Regions from separate parts of the Mus musculus genome. Here all the other regions are linked to region 1. Evidence: chromatin contacts called from public HiCAR-type, HiChIP or PLAC-seq and promoter capture Hi-C data. All regions are on one chromosome and are shown on one strand. Each heading gives the region's core, a stretch centred on a gene start, on an enhancer-like site or on the middle of the called end of the contact. The rest is flanking DNA. Distances are from core to core; before and after follow the strand shown.

The links. Promoter capture Hi-C pulls out the DNA fragments that hold promoters and counts their contacts. HiCAR-type assays count read pairs that join an accessible place to other places. HiChIP or PLAC-seq counts read pairs in DNA pulled down with a chosen protein or histone mark.
Region 2: a contact with region 1 is called in a promoter capture Hi-C map of hippocampal neurons, with 4 times the contacts expected there. The contact joins the promoter of Tex264 here to the promoter of Ackr4 in region 1. A contact is called at or near these places in 2 of 39 promoter capture datasets (hippocampal neurons and liver) and 1 of 115 datasets of contacts at active chromatin or transcription factors (embryonic forebrain).
Region 3: a HiCAR-type map of astrocytes shows a contact between it and region 1, with 2.5 times the contacts expected there. The contact joins the promoter of Pcbp4 here to the promoter of Ackr4 in region 1. A contact is called at or near these places in 2 of 39 promoter capture datasets (hippocampal neurons and liver) and 1 of 115 datasets of contacts at active chromatin or transcription factors (astrocytes).
Region 4: an H3K27ac HiChIP or PLAC-seq map of embryonic stem cells shows a contact between it and region 1, with 5 times the contacts expected there. The contact joins the promoter of Glyctk here to the promoter of Ackr4 in region 1. A contact is called at or near these places in 2 of 39 promoter capture datasets (embryonic stem cells and hippocampal neurons) and 2 of 115 datasets of contacts at active chromatin or transcription factors (both in embryonic stem cells).

Annotation. Positions count from the first base shown.
Region 1 is chr9:104,125,354-104,127,999 of GRCm38.p6, forward strand. Ackr4 (atypical chemokine receptor 4) reads right to left here and starts at 1,290. Exons shown (of 3, transcript NM_145700.2): 1 at 1,066-1,290. It overlaps Acad11 (acyl-Coenzyme A dehydrogenase family, member 11), which reads left to right. Exons shown (of 20, transcript NM_175324.4): 20 at 1,229-2,303. The coding sequence ends at 1,343.
Region 2 is chr9:106,684,606-106,687,251 of GRCm38.p6, forward strand. Tex264 (testis expressed gene 264) reads right to left here and starts at 1,347. Exons shown (of 6, transcript NM_001081654.2): 1 at 1,230-1,347; 2 at 324-390.
Region 3 is chr9:106,452,483-106,455,128 of GRCm38.p6, forward strand. It overlaps Pcbp4 (poly(rC) binding protein 4), which reads left to right and starts at 1,356. Exons shown (of 13, transcript NM_021567.5): 1 at 1,356-1,525. Abhd14b (abhydrolase domain containing 14b) reads left to right here. Exons shown (of 4, transcript NM_029631.3): 4 at 1-436.
Region 4 is chr9:106,156,815-106,159,460 of GRCm38.p6, forward strand. It overlaps Glyctk (glycerate kinase), which reads right to left and starts at 1,324. Exons shown (of 4, transcript NM_174846.4): 1 at 675-1,324; 2 at 331-482. The coding sequence starts at 1,051. D030055H07Rik (a long non-coding RNA gene) reads left to right here. Exons shown (of 7, transcript XR_003948237.1): 6 at 179-420.

The DNA.
Region 1 (2,646 bases), core at 40-2,539:
GCACAGGAAGACCTTGGACTTCTGATGTCCCTCTTGTCCCTAACTCTTAAATCCTGGGCTTGCAGGCATGTGCTATCTTGCCTGGCTTTTATATGCAGTGCTGGAATCAAATTCAGGGCCCCTGTATGCTAGATTGTCACTGTGCCAAAAGAGCTACCCTCAGCCAACTGAAGTGCTTTCTTTTACTTGTCATTTGTAAGGCTGGCCTGATGGTCAGAGTCCCCGGGCTTTTCTTGCCTTGGAAAGCCATTCTCCTTCGTTTCTAAAGGCTGGCTCTGCTGGGCGTTATAATAGTCTTGTATCACAGTTACCTCCTTTTAGGACTTAGAATGCATTCCTTCCTGGCCTATGGGTTTTCTGCTGAGAGCTAAGCTGTTAGTCTAGAAAGGTCACCCCTGCATGTGGCTGTCATTTTCCTCTTGCAGATGCTGCAACTCCTACTTTGCCTTTGTACCTTTGACAGTTTAAGTATATTATGCCATGGTGAAGGTCTTTTCTGATCATGTCTATTTGATGTCCTATTTGTCTTTATTATTTCATTAAATGAATTTTATATCCTCTGAACTTTTTTCCTTGCCTCCGAGTATCCTAAAATGCATTCAGTGTCCCCAGGGCCCCAAATGTACTCTTCCTTTGTGTGCCTGTGTTTCTGTGGAGCAATGCAAAAGGGAGTTGAGAGGAACTTTCTGTCCTTGGGTTCAGTTCCCTCCCAGGCACCAGAGACCCTGACTGGTCAGCATATGCCCATGCCTGGTCCCTCTGCGCCGCTGAGGCCGGGAGCACCAGTCGCAGCAGCCTTCCCTGAGGAAGTCCTTCCACCCAGTGGGGATTACTGCCTAGTCTAAGGCCTTCTGCTCTCACTGTTGGGGTGCCCCCACACAAAGAAAGCCACACCCACTTCTGGCTTTACTTCTGAACTGCCACAATGTCCCCACTCTTGCATGGCCCATAGAAACAGTGGATCTCTCTGATTCTACCACCAAAGTTCTTAGTCACAGGAAAGAATCTCCGCGCCCCCCCCCCCACCATAGTGTCAGCTACCAACCTGACATAGTCCCGAGTTACCTTCGCCTCTGGGTAGCCATCTTGAATCTCCCTGAGCTGAGATCTTTAAAATGGCAGCTTCAGAAGCCTTTGGCCTTTCTCTTCATGTTCCTTTTCCTTGGTTTGGAGTGAGCATGACATGACGGTGTTGTGCTCTCTGATAACTCTGACCCCATTCTCTCAGGTACGCCATCATACGCACCCTGCGCTTGGCAGACGGCCCTGACGAAGTCCACCTCTCAGCGATCGCCAAGATGGAGCTTCAGGACCAAGCCAGACGGTTGACAGCCAGGATGTGATGGAGCAACCCGGGGCACACTCTTGACCAGCTCAAAACTTACATCTCACATCTCTTGAGTAGTTTGAGCACAAGGCTAATTATTCACCCATGGTAAAGATTTTAGCATCTATTTCGATCACTGGGTTTTATAATGTTAAGTAAGGATCACACAGACGTGAGGTAAATAGGAAACCCCATAACTGCCATTGAGTCTGGTGTCTAATGGGTTAGCATTCACTTTATACACATGACCTGTGATGAGGTCACACTGAGAATGGTAGAGCTATTTCTGGAATTCAGCCAAGTGAATAGACACCCCAGGCCTAAATAACCTTGTTCTGAAATACTTGCAGCTGTACCCCTTTTAGCAGTGTTTTGGAGCTTAATTTAGCACCTCAGAGAAAGCAATAGCTTGAAGATTTCGGAGTTCCCAATAAGCCTCTTTCTAACCCAACAGGAAGTAGTTCTGGTGAAATCTCATGCAGGTGAAAGCTCACAAGGAAGTGTAGCCTGTTAGGAGAACAGGCGATCAAGGCCACTTAGGTTACATAGAAAAAGCTGAGGAGATCCGTAACTAATCGGTGCTATGTCAGAGCTCCACAGCTCCCTGGGAGCTGGTCTGATCAGGCGAGACATGTTCTGACAGCTCTGCAGTGCCACTGTGGGTCACCACAGCCCTCTGCATCGAAATGTCACCGGCACAGCAGAGGACAGCCGTTAGCTACAGTTGGAAAGGTTTGAGTTGGTGGTCTGCTTTATCAAGTAAGGATGTTTTGAAATCTCGTCACAAAGAGAAATATTTTAAATCAAAATTTGGCATCCAAATAAACACAGTAAGTGTTTACATACTGGATTTTGAAAACTTAACTGAAAATAATATAAAATATCTACTAGATAATACCTTTACATATTGAGCCTACATCGAATTATATTTTGGAAATACTGTATTGAATAAAATATACCCCAGTCTTCTCTGTTTCTTATTGTCATTTTATGGTGTGAATACCATTGGAAAAATAGCTAGGAAATTTAAAAAATTTTTCAAACCAAATTATTTTCAGTCCTAAAAGTCTTTAACTTTTTCATCAGAAAGTGTGCTCATGGTGTTCGATGGTGTGTGGCCAGAGATCCTGTTTCTTCTTGGGGGCTGTGGAGGGAAAGCCAGGATCTACCACAGGCCTGGACTCAGAGCTGTGTCATGTGGACCTTTCAGCTTGTGCCTCTGGGCCCTCACCTCCCTCTATCTCATTTCCTTTTGATACAGAAAGGCCACCTTTTTAATCTTGGGGGGCTTTTCTGATAGGAGCTGCCATTTAGGAGCA
Region 2 (2,646 bases), core at 97-2,596, 2.6 Mb after region 1:
AGTCTAACCGCCGTTCACTGACAGTTTTTCCCTCCTCTGGTTTCCAAAAAGGCACTTCATCTTTTGGCCCTCGCTTATCTCAAGGCTAGAAGCTCTCAATATCTAGGCCATAGCCTGTCTTGGGAGTGACAAGCACTGCCACACACTTCTGTTTAAGGGAACTTAGCTCCCAACCTGTCTCTTCCTTCCACTTCGCAAACTGTTCAGAAAAAGGGGGCTATGTTTCTGCCCATCCCCAGAGCTTTGGTCAGCCAAGGAAGAAGTAAGGCAAATTTCCCCACACCCAATAGAGAAAGGCGAGGACAGGGGATGGGAAGGCTCACCGAAAAAGTCAGGCTCACTTTTAGCAACTCATAGCATCCAGTCCAGCAGGGCTCCAGTACTCCGGCGCTAGGGGGGCAGAAAGGAACAGTCATCCCAGCCCTAGACACAGGCAGTGAGCAAAGCAGGCCCTGAGTAACCCTGTTCCAGGGAAAGCCCACAGAACGGGGACCCGTCTACAAACGCGCCAACCCCACCCTCAGATCGCGCGGGGGGGGGGGGGGAGTCAGGCCAAGTCCAGCTTCACAACGTCATGCCTATGATCTTCACTGGGCCCGACTACCACACTTGGCGCCAACGCAACCCCTGCTGCTGACCTTGGGCAGCGTGTGCCCTCTCTTGGGCCTCAGTTTCCACTAATGTCAGAGGTGCAGGGTAGAGATGACTTCCTTGGCCCGCAAGCGTCGGAGTAGGGACTAGGCGCAGGCTTCCGGAGGCCGCTCACGTGCGCTCTGCGGAGGGCCGGGCCCTTAAAGGGACCTGCGCCGGCGAACTTGGGTGCTAGCAGCCGGGGGGCCTTGGGGTCGCCGCTTCGTGCTGTCGGCTTCCTGCCGCCCCGGCTCGCTTCACGGCCTCCTGCACCTCTGCAACTTCAGACACGCTAAAGTTTGGAGCGGCGACGCGACGCGCGGCCACAGGCAGCGCTGCTGAAAGGTGAGGGCCCCGCCCGTTCCCCTCTAGTCCCACGGACCCCGGACGTTCCCGCACCCAGCACCGAGGCAGGATCCGCGCCGAGAGGTCAGGACCGCCTCCCCGTCGCTTTCAGGCCCGGGAAGCAGGCTGGGCCAGCAGTGAGTCAGACGCGGGGCAGAGGGCGGCTCAGGCCGCGGGGAGCAGGCGGGAGGGGATGAGGGGGAGCCCCGGCAGACACCCCGTCGGGAACGCCTCGCCTCTGGCCCCGCCCTCACCTCAGCGGCGGCCCCACGGACGCGGACGGGCGCCGGAGGAAGATAGGGGCTCAGTCGTGGAGCCTGTGTGCGCTTGCCCCTCGCGCTCGCTCCGCCCCTTTCGCGGCGGGACGTGACCGTGGCTGTGGGCGCGTGCGCTCCAGATTTGGAGGGCGGAGGCCTGCCCCGCCCCGTCTCCTTGGTAACATGCACGCCTCCCCCGCCGCCTCCCCCCCCCCCAGCTGGGTTGGGCCCACAACACACATTCCTGCTTCCAATGAAGGGGAACTCCTGAAGGTGATCAAGCAACAACCAACCAATACCCCAAGGTATCCTGGCCGACAGGGAGGGAAGGGAAGGCGCAGGGGTGAAGGCGGGCTCCAAGCACCGGGAAAGTCAGCCTGTTTGCCTGCTCCAGAAGCCCAGGAAGCCAAAGCGGGACTGAATAGTGTTTGTGCATTTTAGAGAGGATCCGCACAGCAATGTCGGCCTCTTACTAACTGAACCAGTCTTACTCTCGCCACCTTCCCTCAGAACCTTCTCAAGTCTGGCCGCTTGCTCAGGTCTTAACAGCTGAGGAAGCTATGGATAAACAAAAGATGCTCTGAACAATCTCTGGAGAATGCAAATTTAAGTGTCTTCACTCAGCCACCCATCAGGGATTCTCTGAGCATAGGGACGACCATCCCTCCATCCAACCTTTATTATGGAAACACTGAGTGAACCAAATGAAAGCCTTGGCCTCCGGAAGTTCACTCCAGGGAACACCTCTTTTCAAAGCTTCTACTTCACAGCCCTGGCTGTGGTTGCTGGGAGTTTCTACTAAGTTAATATAACTTAGGTAACTCCCAAGTCAAGGGTAAGCTCCTTCAATACAGGTTCAATCTTGAGCTAGGATCTGATGACCTATGAATCTCAAAGCACTGTACTGAGGGCACCTCCTGAGACGCCCAGATCTATGCTGGAAGTGAGGAAGGCCACTATGCTTGTAAACTTGGCTGTTTATAAATCTTGATGCCAGACAGGCTGGGCCAAGGACTATATTAGTACTTCTGACAAGATTGCTTTATGGAAAGTTGATCACCCAAAGAGCATATAAGATGACTTTGGAAAAAGCCAGCAGCCATGGGGTAACATGTGATCTTGAATGTCATCCACAAGACAAATGTCCCAATGCTGTAGACAGGCTGGTAAGAAAAAGCAGCTAGCTACTCAAAAGTCTTCAAAGTAGAGAGGGCAGGAAAGTCATTATAGCTATTTTACCGTGAACATCAAACATGGTAATGATTGGCTGCTTCGGGCAGGTGGGCTGTACACTAGATAGGGTTCTTGAGACACGAAGGGCACATGGCCCAGGTTCAGAGCACATGTTAATTCTGTCTCTCTGAAACTCATTAGCCTGTGTCAGGAAATGACTGTCAGGAGACACTCTTTCTTC
Region 3 (2,646 bases), core at 106-2,605, 2.3 Mb after region 1:
ATTCCTTCTGCCGCCCACCCCCCTTAGACCACAGACAGCATATGGGTATTGCTTGTTTAGATCCATCCCACACCCAGACAGAACCTTTCCCTTGGGAGCAGCACAGGGGTCCCACATTCTTGTGTAGTTTGCACAGGTACATGTGCAGTTTCCTGAAGGATGGAGGGAATCTTTGTAAACAGAGATCCACTTGCCAGGATAAAAATGTGGCCACCGCTAGATTTCTCTTACCTACCCGTTGCAACTGGTCCCAGACCAGAATGGCCTCCTCAGAAGGGGAGGTGCTCTTCAAATCTCCCTTAGGGGCTGCATACCTCCCCAGGTAATCAAGCACGGATCTTCTCAGCCAAGCCCATTTCCTGCCCTGAGGTTTGGGAGTGGGATAAGGAGAGGAGACCGACTTCGGAGGTCCCTGAAATAAAGTGATACAATTAGACCTCACATGCTTTTGCTGTCTCCGGAGCGCCGCCCCTCCCCCTTCCCCTTGGGACTGCCACTGTGGGCTCCTCCCCCACCCTGGCGGGACCAAATGGTCCCCCTGCCCTTTGTCCACTAGGCCAGATGGAGGGAAAGGGAGATTGGATTCCCCTCCCCACCCACATACATCCAGGTGCCAAGAGACTCAGCTGAGGGGGGAGGTGTAGGTCAGTGGGACCTATATGAGCCGATTACTGAAAGGGGGAGAATATCTGCTCTGAGATGGGGGAAGGGCAGGCTCAATTCCCCCCCCCCCCCACACACCCACCCACACACATATACACACACACACACAACCTATCCCTTTCCTAGTAAAGGAGTTAATGGCACTCTGACCCTAGCTCCAAAAGGAATTTGGCAGGAGATTGGAAGGATCACGGGACAGGTTGTTTAAGGGCCAAACGGCTCTCATGCCCCTCCTCCAGCTGGTCGGGTAGCCTCTCCTGGGAGGACCAGGACCAGGGTCGGACAGTGCGGACGCCGGAGGTAGCGGGTCTAGGTGGGCTGGACCCCGGAGTGAAGGATGGTGAAGAAGCAAGAGCCGGGGCAGGGCAGAGGGCTGTGGGACAGAAGCCGGGAGGCGCGGCCAGGACTGAGATGAAGGCTGCGGGGAGCTCCGCAGAAGCGCTGGGCGGGAAGGACAGGCCGGGAGAGAGCCATACAGGGAGGATCCGGGGCCCCTGGTGAGCCGCATGGGAAGGGTCCATCGCTCCCTCCCGGAAACGACGGATGCTCGGGGCGCCGGACCGCGCGGGGCGGGGCGGGGCGGGGCGGGGCGGGCGGCTGCGGCACTGGGGCTGCTGGGGCGGGCCCGCCGCGCTGTAATCGGATCCGGGGAGGGGGCGGGGCGGGGCCGGGCCAGGCGGGCCGGGGGGTGGGGGTGGGGGGGCGCGGAGCCGGGCTCCGGGCCGGCCGGGCTCCGCGCCTGTCAAACCCCTCATTGTTCGCAGCTGATGTCACTCGCAGTTGTGAGCGGCCGCCTTTCCCGGGGACAATGTGGGACTGAGCGGCCCAGCCGCTGCCGCCGCCGCAGAACAGCCCCAGCGAGGTAAGGCGCGGGCCGGGCGGGGCACCGCGGGCCATTGAAGTTTGGGGGTTCGCTGGGGGGGGGCGGGGAATCGGCTCCAGTGTGCACCCGATCGCGGTCCTGGGGGGGGGGGCGCTGCGAAGAACACGTTTTCTGTCCAATGCGGCTGAGGCCTGTACAGGTGGGGGGCGTTGGTTTTCCAGGGGAACACCCCACTACAGGGAGGGGTTTCTTGGACCTTGGGTACCAGGTTTGAAGCTCTCATCCTGTTTGCCGTTTCTGTCCTTTGAGCTCTCAGTTCTGGACCTCATGTCCCGGGTTCGGGTTCTACTTCGTCCCTGTTCTCATCTGCCACTCTCTGCAGCTCCTGGCTCTCACACACACCCCTTCCCATTCTCTGCAGTCCTTCGGGGAGCCAGACACAGACCTCCAGGCCAAGGTGGATGGAGATAGTTGGGAGCACAGTGTTCTCCCCCCTTCCTGTGGCTCTTCATCTCCAGCTCTGACCTAGCTTCTTGGCTGGGGTACTGGGGATGGAGGTGAAGGGACTCCGCCACATACTTAAACCTGGCCTTCAGGCATCCCTGGCTAGGAGAGGGAGGTGCCCACCTCCTCACACTCCTAAACCAGGCCCGCCATCTTGAGACCTGTGGCACCCAGAGCCCCGCCCCACCCCGGCACCCAAGGGAATGGTCCTCCAGGGGATGTACCTTGGTCCTTTCACACCCCTTCTCTCAGAATGTGTGGCTTTGGGTTCCCACCAAGCCAAAGACGTTACCTTCTCCCTGGACCAACAAGGCATGTGTCCCCAGGGTTCCTGTCTTCCCTATAAACACACTAAGCTTTGGTCAGGAGTTATCTCTGGCGTTCAGTGTTCAGTGGGGTCACCCTGGTGGCCTCAGGGCCAACATCTGGGAGGGTCTATTGTTTTTTCCATTTGAGAGTATTATCTTTCTAGGTCCTGGAACCCCTTCTTGTTTCAAAGCACCCCTATCCCAGCCCCCACCCCGTAGCCTTCATCAGCACGCAGGCTCAGGCTGCCCAAACACAAGGGGATTGTTCTCTTTGCATGCTCAGGGTGGGGGGCTGGGAGCGGGCGGCCCACACACCCTGGCAGGCCCAGGCTGCAGAGAGGATGGCTT
Region 4 (2,646 bases), core at 74-2,573, 2.0 Mb after region 1:
GTTTTTAAATTTAACTAAGAAAGAGCAAGAAAAAACAGCAAATAAGCAAGAAGAGAGATCCATGGGGTCTGGAAACTCAGCTTCAGGAGCACGAATGACACCGCTGCAGACAGCAATGTCTTCCAAAGGTTCTGATGTGTGTCAGTGTTAGTACCCAGCTGTGCCTTCACCATTACAGATGTTCAACAGGGTGAACTTCCAGCTGAGGAGAGGTGACCAACCTGACACCACTCACTAGGTACCCTCCAGGTTCCTCACTGTCTGCCATGGTCCTGACTTCACCCTGTGACCATATGGTACTCGGGGCACCCCTGTCGGCTGGTCCCACACCTGAGATGAGCACCAGCAGCAGGTCATCTGCAGTGAGCCCCTCTGCCAGCTGCTGGATGGTCAGCGCGGCCCGGAGTGCATCCCGATCCGGTAAGTTGTCCTCGGCGCCCTCGAACACCTGGATGCGGCTGTGTGGCTTCAGCAGCATCTCTCTGAGAAGGGAGAAGGGATGGGGGTGGGCTCCTCTCCTCCGACCTGACTTCTCAGCTGTACAGGTGAAAGCGGCCCACTGATAACCCATTTAGAAACCAGGCCAGACCCAGGAGATAGGGAGATCAAAGAGGAAGGGAGGTGTTCTTCCAAAGGACAGTAGAGGGCGTCCCCCTGCGCCCATAGACTCTTACTTCTTTCCAGCATGTTCCATAGCGGCTCGGATCCCCTTGGGTACGCTGATCACACCCTGCACAAGATGCTGAGCCAGCAGCTCCTCGGCAGCAGCTGCCATGCCCAGTACGGCCTTGCCGAAGCCCACTAGGTAGAGGTTTTCCCGCAGCTGGAAAGTCCGGTCCCGCACCTTCAGCTGTCTGCCACTAGGATCCAGGGACAGTGTCCTCTGCAGCATGGGGCCTGGCTGCACAGCACCCACTGCACTATCAAACAGCTGCCGTGCCTGTTCTGCCAAAGCCATACCACTGGTCATCCGGGCCACTGGGGGCCCCCAGAGGAGTGGACGGGATGGGGCTCGGAGGAGACAGGGCAAGACCTGTAGGGCCGCAGCCATGCCCCGCTTCTCTCAGCACAGCCTCGTGTCCATAGCTGCCTAGAGAGGGAGGAGAAGGAGTGAGGCCACGGACAGAACCCCACCATCCATCATGGCCACCCCTCCGAGGGCTCAGGACTGGCGGACTCCATAACCTGAAATGAAACCTGGAGAAGTCATGAAGCCTGCAGCAAACCTGATCTTACACCAGCCCTGAAAGCCCAGCCCTGATGCCCAGCCACGTCCTCTTCTGTAGACCACACACCAGTCTTCTGGACACTCTGCTCCAAGTCCAAAGTTCCTGTTAAGTGGACCTTCCTCCTAGGTCACCTCCTTTGCCTAGAAGTTAATCATTCATGAAGGACGCCGTTCCTACCAGCAGGCCCCTGGGCCATTCTTCTTCCACATCCTGTACTTCCAAAGCCCTCACACCACGGCAGTGCCCCCTTTCTGGCATTTATGCCTTAGACGTTCCTTTACCACTTCTACTGCCAAGAAAAAAAAAAAAAAAGGCTATTGGTTGTCTAGCCAACTGACCCGGAGTCCATTGACCTCTAGCCTGCTCTGTTAGCTCATACAACCAGTCTGGCAAAGCTGGGTCCATGTGGAAAGGCTGCAGATTTACCAGTGCACACAGCCTAAGGAAGCTCAGGACTCAGGCTAGTTCAGCAAGTGGTCCAGGCACGAATCAAGAGTAACCACAAATCTCACTCAAGGTCAGACCTTCAGCAAGTCCCCAGGTTATAAGCAAAAGGACATGTGCTATGGGGCTCAATCTATAGGACAAGACCAGACACCCTTGTCCCCATACAGCTGGTCATGATCAGCCTTGCCAGGAACATCCCTTTCTGGCTCCATGATAGCAAAAAACAAGTCCTGAGTTACACCCTTCACAACAAAAACAGCCCAGTGCTAGAGCAGGCAAAGGCCGGGTTCCAGTAATGAAGCCCAAACAATCATTTTCTCCACTGGGCAGAGTGAAGGACAGAAAGGTCTTGGGGTAAAGGTCGGGAAGCTACAGCGTAACTATACAGGAACAATAAAAGACTCAGCTGCAAAAAGATATCTAAGTTTAGGGACAGGAGGGTACTGAAGACTGTGCCCGGGCTGTCCATGTAACGAGCGAGCATGCGCTCTACCACTGAGCTACATTCAAGCCCCTAAAAAGGTAGAAAGACAACTGTATCCGTAAGCATGGGTGGAAGAGGGCGGAGTCTAGGGATGGGGTTCTAGCTTTTTTTAAAGCGTGTATTAGTATATCTTTTCTCACACTGAGCTCATTTGCAAGATGTGGGACACAATGAAGCCTAACTCTCACTTTTCAAGGGAACTTGAAAGTGTAGTCCTGTGGGAGAGACCTTCCCTAGCATGCATAAAGTCATCCAGTTCTCCATAGTGCTTGGGAGACTGACGCTCGTATTTTCCTGACACCTAGGGCTTTCTGATTCTCTGTACAAGCTGACAGAGAAAACTCCAGGTAACAGTTTATCCCACTCCTAAACAACGTAGCGCCTGCCAAACCTCCGCCATTTAGCCTTGTAGTTCCCAGCTAGCTTTCCCAGAAACTACTGTTTGTAAAAAGGAATACACAGGGCACTGCCGCGGGACGCCTGCAA